Linked DNA regions of Capsicum annuum: region 2 is linked to region 1. Evidence: chromatin contacts called from public Hi-C data. All regions are on one chromosome and are shown on one strand. The core of a region is the stretch at or near the end of the contact, and the rest is flanking DNA. Distances in the headings are between cores, read along the strand shown. Region 1 holds the start of LOC124898000 (protein FAR1-RELATED SEQUENCE 5-like). Region 2 holds the start of LOC107852495 (protein kinase STUNTED).

What was found. A called contact is a pair of places that touch in the nucleus more often than the background predicts.
Region 2: a contact with region 1 is called in a Hi-C map of leaf, with 2.8 times the contacts expected there. The contact joins the promoter of LOC107852495 here to the promoter of LOC124898000 in region 1. A contact is called at or near these places in 2 of 5 Hi-C or Micro-C datasets (leaf and placenta).

What each region holds. Positions count from the first base shown.
Region 1 is chr4:162,144,397-162,148,402 of UCD10Xv1.1, reverse strand. LOC124898000 (protein FAR1-RELATED SEQUENCE 5-like) reads right to left here and starts at 1,928. Exons shown (of 1, transcript XM_047411619.1): 1 at 1,311-1,928. The coding sequence starts at 1,928. The coding sequence ends at 1,311.
Region 2 is chr4:162,324,670-162,329,178 of UCD10Xv1.1, reverse strand. It overlaps LOC107852495 (protein kinase STUNTED), which reads right to left and starts at 2,401. Exons shown (of 10, transcript XM_016697531.2): 1 at 1,950-2,401; 2 at 1,068-1,165; 3 at 435-678; 4 at 1-338. The coding sequence starts at 2,127.

The DNA of each region.
Region 1 (4,006 bases), core at 679-3,178:
TTCTATAGACGTATATATTTAACGTATACATGTGTATATGTTTTATAAATTAGTAATTAGTATATAAATATATATATAATTATATATATATTGTAGTATATGTTTTATTTAAAGTAGTATGTATAGTCGTATATATTGAATGTTACGTATATATGTGTAATTGTCTATATGTGTATATATTTTTTAAATTCTAATGTAGTATATACTATATATATAATGTATATATATTTTTTAACGTATTTAAAATGTATATAGGTGGATATATACAGTGTATATTGATCGAATTTTTAATCGAGTTTGATCGGGTTGGGTTAAGTGGGCTAGGTTAGGGTTATTTTTTAAAATTTTACTGTTGAACCCGGCCCGACCCACTTAACCACAACCCGGCCCACAATCCGACTAAATTTAATGGATCGGTTCCGGGTTGACCCAGCCCGGCCCACTTAACACCCTTAATTTGAACACTTGATCATGACCAAAGACTTGTGCCTCAATAAAACATGCCCCAGCTCCTTTGAGAAACTCTTTCTCAAATATGTTATAAATCTTGTGAGTATAAACAATAGAAACCTATGTCAATATTGGACTAGCTTTTATGGCAAGAGTAGACCTATCTTCTTTACAGTTGAAGTCTTCATGTTCTTCACTAAGCCGCCACTTTTTTACTGCATTTTTCTCATAGTTAGTGACAAATATATACAAATAAGTGCTTAAGTCACCAAGTCCGTTCAATACATGATTAGTACTTTCACTTCAAGATGTGACTTTCAATCCAGCATTAAAGACATCATTATTAAAAGTCGTGGACCACATGTGTCGAATATTATAAAGATTCTTCAACCATTTATGATCTAGCATCATCTGCCAGGTTTCTTCAAATTCTATAATAGAATCACAATCTGACATGCACTTGTTAAAAAACTTATAGAAAATTTTATCATTCTTGAGTGATCCCAAATGAGATGGGGCATTCTGGGAGATGTGCCATTGACACAATCTATGTCTAGTTTCAAGCATCACTTCTCTAATGCCAATTGTCATTCCTTGAGCTTGATCTGTTATGATAGTTTGCGGACTGATCCCTCCCATTGACTTTAAAAATGTAGAGAATAACCATTTGAAAGACTTTGCCGACTCATCAGACAAAAAAGCACATCCAAAAATTATATTCTGCCAATGATGATTTATTTCAATAAATGGTGCACAAATCATATGATATTTGTTTGTTCGATATGTGGTATCAAAAGAAACAACATCGCCAAAAATATCATAGTCAATTCTAGATCGATTATCCCTAAAAAAAAAGTTAGCTATACGTCCTTCAGGATCAAGTTGAACATTCCAATAAAAAAGAGTATCATTCGCTGTCTATTATTAAATTCATTAACAACACTTTGAGCATCTTCAGCTTCCACTTTAGATTTCATTAACTGATGTATAAAATTGAAACAATCCTTCTTTGAATAGCCTAAAACATCATCCCTTCCAGTTTCTTCTACCAAGTAAGAATAAGTTGCGATTGGTTTTATACCAGCATTAATCGTATTTTCAATAACTAACTTTTTGGTTTTAGTTATCGAACGAGCTGATCTTAGCAAGTGTCGCTTTTTTGGGGAAGCCATCTCATGGTTATGCTCCATAACAAATCTATCCACCATGAAAGGATTATTAGGAGTTTGACGCTTAAAGCTTATCATTGCAGGATAATTTGATCGCGTATCTATATGATTGAAAGATGCCTTATTGGATTTTCTTGGCCTTTCTTCTTTCTCTCCATGTCTATAACATACGAAACGCTTTTGTCTAATCACTGAACTACCTTGAAAATAATATAGTTTATCCTTTCGTACACCAAAATCTTTGGAATGTGCATATTCACAATATAAGGTATAAGCTTCTTCTTCGTCTTTCACAATTTCATTTTTCATTTTTCCTTCTAATTTAGTTATGCTATCTTCGTCAACCTCATCTTGTACTTTTTCCTTGTCCTCATTTTGAATGTTAATATCTTCTAATAATTATTCGTCACTCTCAACATTATTTGTCTTATCAAAGTTGATATTTTGATATTTCAAACAAGAAGAAAAATATTTACATCATGTACAACTAGAGTGATATTACAAAAGAATAGTAACATTTACTGCATATATAAGGTTTCTAGTTCTTTTTTTCTTCGTTAATTTTAATTTTTAAAGTATTTGATATATTAAGTATGAAGTTAAAGAATTACCTGCTCTAAATTAATTTCTTGAACTCCAAATCACGCCAATGTTGATGCAGTGTAACAATATGCCACTAGGGTAATTGGATGACGACAATTACTTTTATTGCTCTAACGACAATTCTTAGATGACAGCAATTCTATTAGGTTATTAACTGTAGCTTCCTTCCTTTTTAAATTACTTAAGATATTTGAATTATTGAATTTTCCTTCAATTTTTATTTTTAATTTCTTGATTAAAAGTATTATGTTTAAATTTACTTTTTTTTTTAAATGTACCTTAGTTAATATCTATGATTAACTTAATTTAGTTGGGTGTATATATTTGGTGCGTGTAAATTTTCCCATATATGTTGTTTTCCCTCCATTATATGTATCCCTCATTGACAATTTCATTTCTTTTGCTCTAGTTTGTCAATCTTTTTATATATTTTTTATTTGGGGTTCTCAGTATGCTTCTACACAAAAAGTGGTTCCACAGTACACTAATAATATAATTTACTACACAACAATTATAGGTTGGCTCTCACATGATTGCCAACTGAATAAAATATTAAAAAGTAAATTTGAGTCTGTTGGAAAGTTTTGGAGGCCGTTTGGCCATAAATACTTTTTACTTCTTTCCCAATTTTTTTTTCACTTTGTGGAATCTAGTGTTTGGCCATAGATATTTCAAAAATATTTCTTTTTTTGTTTTCATTTTTTTCAACTTCAATTTCAAATTTTTTTTAATTACATATAATTCTAAATTTTTTAATATTACATAAAAGATTCTTAAATGGTTTAGATGAGTTTTGGAGCAAATTCGGAAAGAAAGACATTTTTGATGAATAACAAATCAAGTCCAAACACATTTTTGAACAATAAATAAAGATTTTTAAACTAAAAGACCGGTATATTTTCATTATTTGTAGATATATTTTCATTTTTAAGCTTAGGACCCCTTTCATCATTGATGTGAAATTCTTTTCACTCATGAGTATAATCAATAAATAAATTAGTTGGGCAATTTTAATAGTTTTAAAAAATTTCGGGTATAAAATTAAATTTTAAAAAGATTTTTCAAAAGTCAAAACACATCTTTAAAAAATACATGGCCAAACACAACTCCAACTCCAACTTCAAAATTTTTAAATTTTTATGGCCAACGCCACTTAGAGTACCGACTCATCAATGACTAGAAAAAAGAGTTGGTGTTTTCACAGTTGTCTTGGGTAGATTATCATGTTCCCAAACCTAAAAGTTGTTTGTCCAGATCATATTTAGGAAGAAAAATAAAAAAGATCTTCGCAATTGATTAATCTAACATAATTCCCCAGCTTCTAATATAGCAAATCAACTAGCAAAAGGGCATAATATAAATTAATATTTGTTCGCAATAGGAAACATTCTCCATAGTCACAACTCACAGCTTGATCCTGATACTTTAATTAATTCATAGTGCAATCAATCGATGCGCACTGATATATATAGTATTGAGCTGATGCAACTCTACCGGGTAATATATGTTGATGCAACTAATACCTGCCTGATATTGTTGATGTTTGCTGTCTGAATACTAACTCTTTTGCTGATGCAGTTGATACCCCAGCTAATATAGCTCTTCCTTCTGATACAACAAAAACAAACTTCCACGACAGATGCATTGTTGCTATCAATACTGCTACATCGCTAGTACTGTTATACATGCAGAGGCGAACCCAGGATTTGAAGAGCGCGGGTGCATTATTATCTTGATATAAGCGGTCAAGAATCTTCCATTGACGACTGATCTTGACGTAAACC
Region 2 (4,509 bases), core at 1,152-3,651, 180 kb before region 1:
CAATGTAATTGAACTAGAACCTGACTCCTGCCTCTGCACGGGTACTATCGCCATTGAATTATCATCATGGTTATTGTCTGAAGGCTCTTCATGTGTTTGGATACAAGAATTATCAGGCAGTGGACTGCCTGGTGAACAGATTGAACAGTTCTGTTGAAGGGAATTCTCTGCTGATGCAGAAGCAGCTTTCAGTAATGCCTCACCCAGAGTCTGATAACCATCTTGCCTGCAGGAATTTGTTGGCCTCAACCCGGTGCTGTCGTTTAATGCTCTAGAGTTCTTAGTCAGTGTCCTCTGAATTACACTAAGCAAACGATTCCCATGGTGATGCTCAAGTTCTACATACAGAAGCAGGAAAACAAACAAAGCTAGAAAGTCAGTAATTATGAATTACAGATATTGCTCAATAAACCAAAAACAAATGTAATGTCAACCTTTTGAACTGGCATACGATGCTAATGAGGCCTCCCTTTGAAAAACAATTTTTCCATTATTAACAGCCAAGACTGAACAATCTTTTGGCAACTTTCTAGCACAGTACTTTGCAACTGAAGCTGATGATCGAATTGTATGATTGGCAGCCCCGACTATAACATCTGTTGCTAAGTAAGAATTCGCCTCACGAACAATAATTTTTCGGATTGATGTACCTCTGCAGATCTTTAGCTTAAGATCCACCTGCAATAATAACAGAAAAATATCGAACTTTCGCTCCAACAAGACATCAACCATATGAAACAAACTGACAAAAACACTTTATGACGCCTGTAAGAACATATTTCCCATCCTTATTTATCCCCCCCCCCCCCCCTTCCAAAAAAAGGACCATCTTTATGAGATCATATTAGAAGGACCAAAAAATTAATGCCGCAATATTTCCATCCACCAACAATGTCATAATCCATTCATCGTCCCTCCCCACAAGAAAATAGAACACTTGAGAATGGTTTTTCATCAATATAAAATATTTTCCCTAGACATAAAATTTAAGTCTGAACTTAAGCCCCAAACCAAAAAATAAAAACACTTAACCTTGTGGGCAAAATAATGAAATTCAGAAGGTTTACCTGCTTCAGATTACAGAAGCCTTCATAAACTGCAAGAACAGAGTCAAATGCTTTGACCAACGATAACAGTGAGGACTTCCCATCACGATCTACAATTTCTGTGCCAACATAATCAAAATCCTTACAACTTTAATATAGCACGGAAAGAAGAAATAGAAAATGAAAAAAAGAAAATAAGAACAGAAAAGTCCTACTTGGACAACTCAAAGAAGACACGACATTTTTATGTTAACCCCAGAAAAGAACAAAATTCTCATTCAAATATTCACATCATCACATCAAAAATATGACAAATTGTACTGGGATAGGGAAAGGGGAATGTACCAAAACAAGAAAACAAACACACAACTTTCTTTTAGAAGCTGAGGCAAAAGAGTTCCAACAAAAAAAACATTCTATTGGAAAGAAAAGAAATTTCAGGCATTAATAATTCTTGTTACAGTATTTTCAAGTTTCCAATTTGAGAAAAGTAATAATATTAGCAATAATTCTTGCTTCCCAATTTAAACTGTAAAAAAGGAGGGTAAAAAAATACAGAGAAAATGACACGAAATTTTTTCAGTTTCAGCTTTCAGGAAAGAAAAAAAGCTCACTCCAAATTTCCCAATTTCAGCTAAAATAAACGAGATTTTGTAGAAAAGTCCCAAAGAGAGGTGGGGGGAAAACCCAATTTTAAAAAAAAAAAAAAAAAAAAAGGAACCAGCAGAAGAAACCATTTCATTTTCCAGGATAAATTACAGAAAAACAATCTGAGAATTCTAGTTTCAAGGGGAGAAAATGAAAACAAACAAAAAGGGGTGTCAAAAAGTCGCAGCAGAAAAAAAGAAAAAAATTTTACGAAAGGAAAATATTTCCATTTTGAATAGGCAGAAAAACGGATACCATTATTGTTAAGAACATGAAGAGCAATGACACGATCACCAGGTTGAGCAACTTTGACAAGAGCCCATGTTAATAGCTCTCTACTTGCACCATCCATCTTTACTCCAACAATAACTGTTCTGTTACCATCTTCTCCTTCTCCTTCTCCCCCAGCAAGAACACATTGTAACTGTGTCATTTTTGGCGCCAAAGGGATTTTATGAGAGCTGAGATTATTATTGAGATAAACTGAAAAAACTACTCATATATAAAGAGGAGTAAAAGACTAAATTTAAGCGTTTGGTTTTTTTTGGTTAGAAGAGTAGTAGTAGAGTAGATTGGTTTTCAAGGTTAGATAGAGAGAACAAATGGTTAGAGAGAGAGAAGTGAGAGTTAGGAGTATTAATTGAAGTAACAATGATGACTTGGGTGTTTCTTGTTTGGTCCACTTTGAGGGGTTAGCAGCTTTAATACCAACAAGCTAAACCGCCCGCCACCCATAAATTAATACGCAACTCAACTATTACTGCTGCTCCTTAGAATCAATTTAGTTGGTCATTTTATTAAAAATAAATATTACTCTATATTAATTAATTAATTATTAAATTATTAAGTAATTAATTAATAATTATTTTTTTTATATTTATAATTAATAATATATTATATTAATAATTATAATTTTAATAAATATTTTTAGGTTCAATGAATACCATTAATATAAATAAAGAATTATTTTATAAATTCTTAATAATCATATAAAATGAAATGCATTTAACCAAAATGAAATGAAAGAAATAATAGTATAGGTACGGAGAATTCTTTTAAGATTATTTATTAATAGAATATCTTATTCACATAAAATTAATGAGTTTTTCTTGTATAGCATTTATATATTTCAAAAACAATGAAATATTAAAAATAATTATAAATAGTGAAATAATAATTGATAGTTAATAACTAATCACAATTACAGTGATTTTAGAAGTATAAAAAGAACAATATCAATATCTTCTTTAATTACATTCTATTGACTAATTTTTAAAAATAATAAAATATGAAATATTAAATAATTATTAATTTATTATTGGACTTTTAATTTTATATTTTTAACCAATTAAGACGTGTACTTATATTCCTTACCTTCCATTTTATTTTTTATTAATCTATTAATTCAACTTCATCTACTAACTAGAGAAAATTGAAGGAAAGATGTCTTTTAAGTTTTGATTGAAAGATTGATGACATTGACCAACTTAAAGGTCAAACATCATTAGAAAACTTGATTAAGTTAATTGTGGACTTGATTAATATTTTCAAAACTTTCTAATCTTTTCAAAAATACAAATCAACCCAACCCACACCCTCTTCAATCCAAATCAACCACTCTCTCCTCTCTCTCGACAGCTTCTCTCCTCTCTCTCCCAACCGACAGTTCTGCAAAATTTCTCCCTTCAACCCTCGGCGACTTCTACCTCCGACGATAAATAGTTGGGCTTCGAGTTCCTCTCTTCAATTCAAATCAACCTGTCTCTCATCCCTCTCTAGACAGCTTCTCTCAACTCTTTTCCAACCAACTGTTCTTCAAATTTCTCATTTCAATCCTCGCGAATTTAATATTCGACTACAAATAGTTGGGCTTTGAGTTTCTTTTCGACTTCAACCTTCACTTGACGTGACAGCCTTGCTTTCCAGCCACAACATCTTCGAATTCTTCATCGTTGCTTGTTTGATTTATTGTTATCCTTTTGATTTGCTGGAGGACAACAATGCTTGTTTCCAAATGAAAATGATATATTAATTTTTCAAGTGTAGGTTTATGTAAGAAAACAAAGATAAGATGGATGAGGTGTGGATAAATTACTATGGCATGCCTGTTTATTTTGGTTGGAAGGAGTTTGTCATAGTTACTGGACTAAAATGTTGTCCTCCTTCTCAAGTTATACCTATTCTAACCCAAAGTAATTCTTGGGCATCATACTTAAATTGTTGTTGATGTATTTGTTGATATTTGTACCCATAACTAAATTTTTACATTTTATTTATTCGTTGACTTATTTCAGCTAATTTCTGAAGGTGTCGATTTATTTTATTTTGTCTATGAATTTTATTTAATCCTTAGATTTGAACTTATTAATTGAAAAGGAATACTAGATTCAAATATTGCAATAGATAATGTATTTGTTGCAACAGACGACACATCTATTGGAAAAGTCAAACAGATTTAGACATATGTTGCAACAGGTAGGTAATTTGTTGGAATTTATCAAACAGGTCTTTCCACTTTTGCAACAGATGGACTTAGATAGAAACATCGAGATAATGCAATAGATGACCAACCTATTTTAACAGATAAATTATATGTCAGAACAGGTAGAATAACTGTTACAACGGATGGAGAATCTATTGCATTATAAAAATTCAACTTTCGTTAGACATAAAAAATTATCACTACGTGTAAAAAGGTTAAAGTGAATTGAAATAAAAAAGGCAGAATCCATCGATGGTGTTCAGTTCAAACACCTAAAATAAAATAGGCATCAAGTAGATAGTGTTCATTTTAAACACGTAAAATAAAATAGGC